Linked DNA regions of Gossypium hirsutum: region 1 is linked to region 2. A link is a contact called in public Hi-C data. All regions are on one chromosome and are shown on one strand. The core of a region is the stretch at or near the end of the contact, and the rest is flanking DNA. Distances in the headings are between cores, read along the strand shown. Region 1 holds the start of LOC107901643 (ubiquitin carboxyl-terminal hydrolase 18). Region 2 holds the start of LOC107900359 (protein GLUTAMINE DUMPER 5).

Region 1 (3,827 bases), core at 1,128-3,627, 180 kb before region 2:
AACAAAAAATGTTTCAGAATATTCTTCACTAATATGATCCATTGACACTGTATCCTTATCAATGGCCTAAGTTAAAATGGAAAAGGAGAAAGAAAAGTCAATTATTCTAAGCTAATGAGATGCATCACCTGAGACTGCAGATGACCACCAAATATATGCTGAATAAGAGTTGTCTCTTGAGAGCTGCGGTCAACAGCTTTTTCTCCACCGAATTCATCAAGGCAAACTGATTGCATCGTGTCAATAGCAAACCTGAAAGAATAAAACGAAAAAAAAGATCCAGTAATCCATAATTTCCTCAAGTTAATTTCAGTAGATGTTAAAAGAGAATGCAATCACATACAAAGTAATACCAACCTCATGAATTCATGAGCATCCTCTTGTCTTCCATAACCAAGATTACCTCCAATATTAGGCAACCGTGACAGAATATTGATTGGTGAAAATGGATGCAAACTTTGTCTTGATCGTTCGACATGAATTTGAAATTCGCACATAAAGCACCAATCATTGCGTCTGCCTGGAGAATGGAAATAAAAAATATAAAGGTCACATGCTGTTCAAGAACCTAGAGATGAAAACCTATTAGCTCTAGTTTCTCAACTTACATTCTTTCCGATGGCCTTTCTCCAACAAGTAAGCAACAAGCGGTCGAGTGGAAACAAGGCATTGCAGAACAACATTAGCGAAGCAACTGCAGAAACAAACAGGAAAAGATAAACCAAATAGAGATGGAACACAAACTGATCTAATCTAATCATATGTAAAGAAGGCTTCAACTAGAAGAATTAATAAGCATGGTAAAAATGAACCTGTTTCCACAATTTAAGAGTCCACATGGAGGGAATCCTGGTTTCTCCCAGTTGAAAAGCTTTACAAACTCATCGTATGGGAAAAGAACCTGAAAATTTTGAATATGAATTTCATATTTACTTATATTGGTTTTACAAAGGGCCAAAAGATTAACCTTTCTCGGTTTCTTGATAATCTTAGAGGTTCCACTGACAGGAACCAGAGCAACTCCTGAAAACGGTTTGGTGGTTGTAGTTTGTGTTGAATTTACTTTGCACTTTGTCTTATGCCCATCCTTCCAGTCCACCTGTTGGCAGGCTGAGGAGCTGAAAAATGAAGCAAACATAAAGATTAAACCATCCACTTGATAGAAGAATTTATGTAACCATAAGTTGACGAACTTATAGGTTCGCAAATCATAGCCCACAGGCCTGTAATCTGACACGTCTCATTTTCTAATACCAGAAAGCAAATGCAGAACTTTTAAAGTCAAGGCAGCACCGGGAGAAAGGGGGCCTTTGTTAAGTTAAGCAAATATAACTACAATCAAGGCATCTTTTTGTATAATTGACTGATAGACTGATCAAAATTTCAACACTGAACTAGCTGGGCATTCAGTTTATTGACATAATCAGTGTCAATAAGTAGGCTCAACCTAGATTAAGCACAACAGTACGTTTATAAAGAAAAAAAATTCAAGCCAAATGCTTTATTAAAAGAAGAAGCTAAATTCCTGGAAAACGTTCTAACATCGACAACAAAAACACTTCTTTCTAACCCATAATTAACAAACCAAACTAATAAAAAGCAAAGTAAATTAAGAAAACTAAAATAGATAAAGAAAACCCACGAATGTCAACAATAAGCACTTAAACCACTGTGTCGAGAAACGCCACCAGTAAATAACAGTTAGAGAAACGCCACCAGTAAATAACAGTTAGAGAAACTTCAAAAAGCAGTTAATCACTAAGATGCTTACGAGTATTAAAAACATAGAAAAATAAATAAATAACCTTTTTTATCTTCTTTTTTTTTTACTTTTCGATAATCCCGAAACGTTAAAGAAACAGCTCAAACAATATTAACAACAGCAATTAACAGCCAAAAAAAAAAGCAATCAAGGAGTACGATCATACAAGGACAACGAATTCTTCTGGAGAAAAAAAAAGGCGTGCGTACCAATAACGAACGGATTTGCAACGAGAGCACTTCTTGAAGGCGGGATTAGAGCATACGGCGCAAGGGAAGTGATCGGCGTCCATGGGGATGGAAGGCATTGGTTGGTCCCGATCGAAATTGGCGTCGACCTCGAAGTATTTCGACGCCGTGTTCTTCAGCAAGCGAAGAGACACAAATGCGAAAATGAAGAGCGTGAAAATGAATTGCAGGAACCAATTCAGATCCAACGTTATTCCGCCGACATGCATCTACACAGCCTTCTCGATCCCGGTTCTAGGGTTTTTCTTCATCGATTTCTTTTTTATTTTTTATTTTCCTTTCTGTGCCACTCTATCACAGTTCCCCTTTACCAATTTTATCTTTTCTTTTATTTTTTTTTAATTTAATTACTCTATTTCTCTCGAAACCCCTAAGCCAAAATTAGCAAACCCATTCCCTATTTAACAGGATATTTATTTTCTTTTTTCTTTTTTCTTTTTAATTCTCCACAAGTGTATCTAATTTCTAAAGTACTAGTAAGTAATAATAATTATTGATATTGTGATAAAAATTTATAAATAATTGTGTTAATTAAATTTCGATTGTGCACTCAAATTCATTTTATTTTTTAAATAAATTATATTATTTATATAATTTTTTAATATATTTTAATAATTTTTAAGGTGAGTTGGTATCCGATTGATTTATCCCAACAATTCAATTAAAGATTTAAATTTATATGATTTATATGATAGTATAGATACATGTGTATATATTATAAATATTTTTATGTTCATAGTTGCTTTTGTATCTCTTTTGTTAAATATATACATATTTAAGTAGATTATATTATTAAGGGTAACCTAAATTTATAGCCACTTTAAAATAGTGTTTGTCCTATTTTGATTATTTTAAACTTTTTTCTTAATAATCACTCTAAATAAAATAATTGTGTGAATTAGTCACTGTTGTTAAAATTTTTTGTTTTCTTTTAACAGAATACTGATGTGGCACAATAGCGCATTGAGTGATTGACATGTGGTATTTTTTATTTGACTTTTGATTAAAGTTTAAAGATCTCTCTATAAAGTTTAAGGGGAAAAGGTTTTGGACTAATTAAAGGGAGGTCCCTAAACTTTAGTAAAAAATCAACAAGAAAATGTCATGTGGCAGTCATTTAATGTGCTAATGTGCCACGTCAATAATTTGTTAAAAGAAAATGAAAATTTTAACGGCTATGATTAATTCACACAATTATCTTATTTAAAATACTTAAATTAAAAAAATAAAATGACCAAAATAAGACAAATCCTATGGATGTAGTTTTTGTAATAAGTTAATATAAAGTAGTCTACAAATCAAGTGATACTATATATAACCCTTCTTTTAACAAGTGACGTGAATGGTTTTTTTATGCAATTAACTTAAAAGAAATAATTATTTACAAAAATAATCCTAGTCAAATTTATGTACGAAAATTATATGTTCTCTACAGTGACCACCAGTGCCACCTGACATACTGGCGACATCGCCCCCTTATCATTAGCCAATCAATGACTTTTTAAAAAAATTTTGGATACCACCACCGTGTTAGGTGGTACCAATATGTAATTTTTCAAATATTCATTACAAATACGGATATTCAAGGAGGGAAAAATGAGAGTAGAAAGAAAGAGATATAAGAGAAATATAAAAGGATGAGAGAGAAAGAGACATGGGAGAAAGATAGAGGGATGAGAGAAGAAAAGTCAAATATGAGAAAGGAAAGAGAATAATAAATATTTAGAATAAAAATATGAAAGGGAATTGAATATTTTATGAAAAATAAAGAATCAAATATAAAAGAGGAAAGAGAATAACATATATGGAAAATAAAG
Region 2 (3,950 bases), core at 54-2,553:
ATTTTAGAAAAAAGTAAGAGGGCATATCTTTTAGCTTTTTAAGTACATATATTAAATCTCAAATTTTGTCAAAGGATTGACCACATATTTTAACCAAAAAATTCACAAATGGTTTAGAATGCAACTATTTATCTTTTTATTTTATTTTATTAATATATGGGTTAATATTTGGTACACTAAAAGTATTTTTTTTCAGTTCAGGCAGCTTTAAAAGATTGTTTCTTTTTTAAAATATTTTACTATAACCCTATAAAAAGTCTAAAAACTTGAGTGATAGTGTAGTAAATATTATTCCTTAATATATTATAAAGGCATGGTAGGATCCTAAATTTATTTGTGAACTTTGTTTATTCTATTGATAATGCATACAACAATTATTCTAAATAAATAAAATTAAATTTCAAAAAAAAGTTCACAATCAAGTGAAATGAAAAAACTTAGGTTTAGGATCAGCAAGTTGAAGCAATATGGGATTAGATTCAAATGGATTAATTATTGATTCCAACTTAAAATCCAGCTTGGGATTTGTCATTTTGATCCCATTCATGTGCGAAAGCAACAATTGGATTATGAATTATACATGTTGAAAATATTATAATACAAGGCATAACGGATTAAGAAATGAAATTTTTTGAATGTTTATATATTATAATTATGTACGAAGAGATTACTCAAAACTCGAAATTTCACTTAAATCAACAATATCAAAATCAATATTTTCTTTTAAATGATTAAAGGAGGAGGGGGAATGCATTGTTTAAAGATTTGGAATTGAAAAAAGAGCATCCAGGAGCTTTCGCGTCAGGTTAAGTTTGGTGTATCTTATTGGCAAACACCAATACCATTTTATCCAAAAGCAAAAATGCTATGCCTAATATTCTATATATAAACACCCATGAAGTGGCGCTGCCTGCGGAATGGGTCCAATAGTTTTCGGCCCGACATGGTCGCACCATGTCATCGTCTATTGCCTCCTCAGATATTTATACTTTTAAAATTTAATAATTACGGAATTAAATTTGAACTCAAATGGTTGGAGTTATCCAGCAAATTAAATTGAAGCATCTTAATTCAAGCTTATAGGCTTAATAGGATTTTTTTTTTTAAAGTGTGGGTTTTTATTTATTAAATTTTCTTGTGAAATTATTTATTCTTTAAAATGGTATATAAAATGTATAGAGGTAAAAACTTAATTAAAACTCAAATTCGAATAATGGATATTAATTAAATGAATTCAGCCAAACTCGAAGAAATATCAAACAAGATGGTTAAAGAACAACATAAACAAAACAAAACTTAACCTTAAATCAAAAGACAGAATTTTTGTCTTTTTCATTAATTAATTATCACACTTTTGCTACTTATAAATAACAATCCTGGTTTTCTCTGTTTCTCAGGTTGAATCACAAATTAACCTTCCATTTCCGAAAAGACACCAACCCACAACCCTGTTTCCATTAAAGCAAAACTCAGAAGAAAATGAGACCCATTGGTCACGTCAACACAATGAAAGAAGCACCAAAGCCCTTAATGGCGCAACCACGCTCCCCATGGCACTCACCCGTGCCTTACCTCTTCGGAGGCCTAGCAGCCATGCTGGGTCTCATTGCTTTTGCTCTCTTCATCTTAGCTTGCTCCTACAGGCGAACCCCCAACAACGATGGCGGTGAAGAAACAGACGTTGAAAGCAGCGATTCAGTGAAGGAAGTAAAGGTTTACGAGGAGAAAATATTGGTGATAATGGCTGGTGAACTCAAGCCTACGTTCTTGGCTACCCCTGTTTCAAATAAGGCTCCCTCGTTTGGTGATAAAAATGGTGGATTCGTGGGCGAACAAGGATCGGAGAAAGGTGGAAGCGGTGAGAAAGTGAAACCAAATATGAGCAGTGATGATAATCATCAACGATTGCCAACAACAATAACAGAAAATTCTGCCGACCCAGTGAACAATGAAACAGGACAAATCCAACACCAAAATTAAAAACCAGTTAGCTTAGCTTAGCTCTGTTTTGTTTTGTTTTTAGGTTGATGTTTGGGTTTCGGCTTATCGGTCCCGAGAAAATTGTTGTTTTTAATTTGATCATGGGGGAATGTATATTTTGCAGAGAAGGTAAAAATAGACGTAAAACAGAATTTTGTTCCTAAATTTTAACAATAAATCTTGTGTACATTGAGATTTCAGTTGTTTTGCAGTTGGCCTAACCAGCCCTGTTTTACTTTTTTTTCATGTGCCATCACAACAATAATGCAAACTCGATCCCTTCATGGAGGATTTTACCGGCAGAAAAGGGCGTGGAATTAGAGTTACCCGACCCCCAAAATTTCACCCATTCCTCAATTTAAACTTACTTGCAGCTCAAAAATAGCTTTAACTCAAATTAAAACTGATTTAAACAGCTTGGAACAATTGTGAAACATCTCAATCTTAGAATAGAATAAATTTGAAATTTTTAAATCTCTAATTGGAATGATTTGATTCTGAAATAATTCCAACTTAAAATAATATTCACCCAAATTAAAATTATTTAAAAATTTATAAAACTCCTAAACTTAATTGATTGAGAGATAAGAGTGGTAACAAAAGCTAAAAAAGGTACAACACCCTAATTAGACGTTCAGAGGTTTGCTAGTACAAAAAGAAATTATGATATAAATTTAATTACAAAATGGAAGAATAAAGCAAAGGACATTGAAGTCACCAATTTCTCCATTTCTTGGGCACCAAGCAGATATGAGACGCATGCTGCCTATTATTAAGATTTGTTAATGAAAAGGCAAACCTTAAACAGCTGGCTGTCAGAACTGCGCCGCGACTCGACGCCACCATTTCTTCTTAAATTTAAGCGCAAACTATTAAAATATATTCATTTCTATTTGTTTGAGAATAATTTATATTTTACTAATTTATGTTATCTTATTATAATATTTTAATCACTGAGCGTTAATTACCGTTAATAGTGCAACGATAAATTGACGTGAGCGTTAATTACCGTTAATAGTGCAACGATAAATTGACGTGACATATTAAATCATAATTTCAAACAGAAATTTTAGATTAAATTATAAAATCGGTCCCTATATTTTTTTTATTTTTAGCAATTTAATTTTTTCATTTACGTTCTTTGAATTTTCCTTTTTCTTTTCTTTATTTTTCTCTTCTCCTTCTCTTTTATTTTCCTCCCTTTTCAATTCTTTAACGTAATTTTTCTATTTTTCATTTGTTAAAATCAATCCCCATACTTTCATTTTTTTGAACAATTTATTTTTGTTCTTTTTATTTCATCATTTTCTTTTTCTTCTTCCTCTTTATTTTTCCTTCTTCTCATATTCTTCACGGCAAAAACATAATCTTTACCCACCTAATAAACTAAGTCTTTATTTTTTTCACATGATTCCTAAATTGAATTTTACTCAAAACCAAATATCAATCATTCTTAATCAAATCTCGATTTGAATATAACATAATCTTGAAACTAAAATTAGATTTAACTAATCAATATAAAAAAATCATATCATTAATTAAATCTAAACATAAATTGAATTTTTTATATTCAAAACAATTTTTTTTCGTTTTCAAAATTTTACAAAATCGTTTAGATCATTTATTTCATTTTCTTTTATTTTCTGACGAATAAAATTGATATAAACCTTCTTAGATATTCTCAAGCAAGCTTGATTGAAAACAGAGCATGGATGAACCGAAGAGAGAAAGGGAGCATGGAACCAAACTGGTTCGGGTAAAGTTGAGGGTAAGTTTAGTCATTGAAAAAGTAAAACTCGTTTAAAGAATCCATGAAATAACGTAATTTCAAAAAAACGAGAATGTTGTAGGTAAAATAGATAAAATATTCGGTGGAGGTTGGTTAGGAGGATAAGGTAGCGGGCTTGGGAAACTTTGTTAAGGGTAGACAAAGCCACCACTGGCAGGGTCTACGAGTGAGGCGAGCTTGT

The links. Hi-C and Micro-C count contacts between places; a contact is called where the count stands out from the background.
Region 1: a contact with region 2 is called in a Hi-C map of leaf, with 4 times the contacts expected there. The contact joins the promoter of LOC107901643 here to the promoter of LOC107900359 in region 2. A contact is called at or near these places in 19 of 34 Hi-C or Micro-C datasets (anther, callus, fibers and 4 more).

The regions. Positions count from the first base shown.
Region 1 is chrD06:25,993,442-25,997,268 of Gossypium_hirsutum_v2.1, reverse strand. It overlaps LOC107901643 (ubiquitin carboxyl-terminal hydrolase 18), which reads right to left and starts at 2,377. Exons shown (of 11, transcript XM_016827717.2): 1 at 1,972-2,377; 2 at 968-1,118; 3 at 813-901; 4 at 609-694; 5 at 358-520; 6 at 129-252. The coding sequence starts at 2,219.
Region 2 is chrD06:25,812,401-25,816,350 of Gossypium_hirsutum_v2.1, reverse strand. It overlaps LOC107900359 (protein GLUTAMINE DUMPER 5), which reads left to right and starts at 1,303. Exons shown (of 1, transcript XM_016825984.2): 1 at 1,303-2,180. The coding sequence starts at 1,480. The coding sequence ends at 1,980.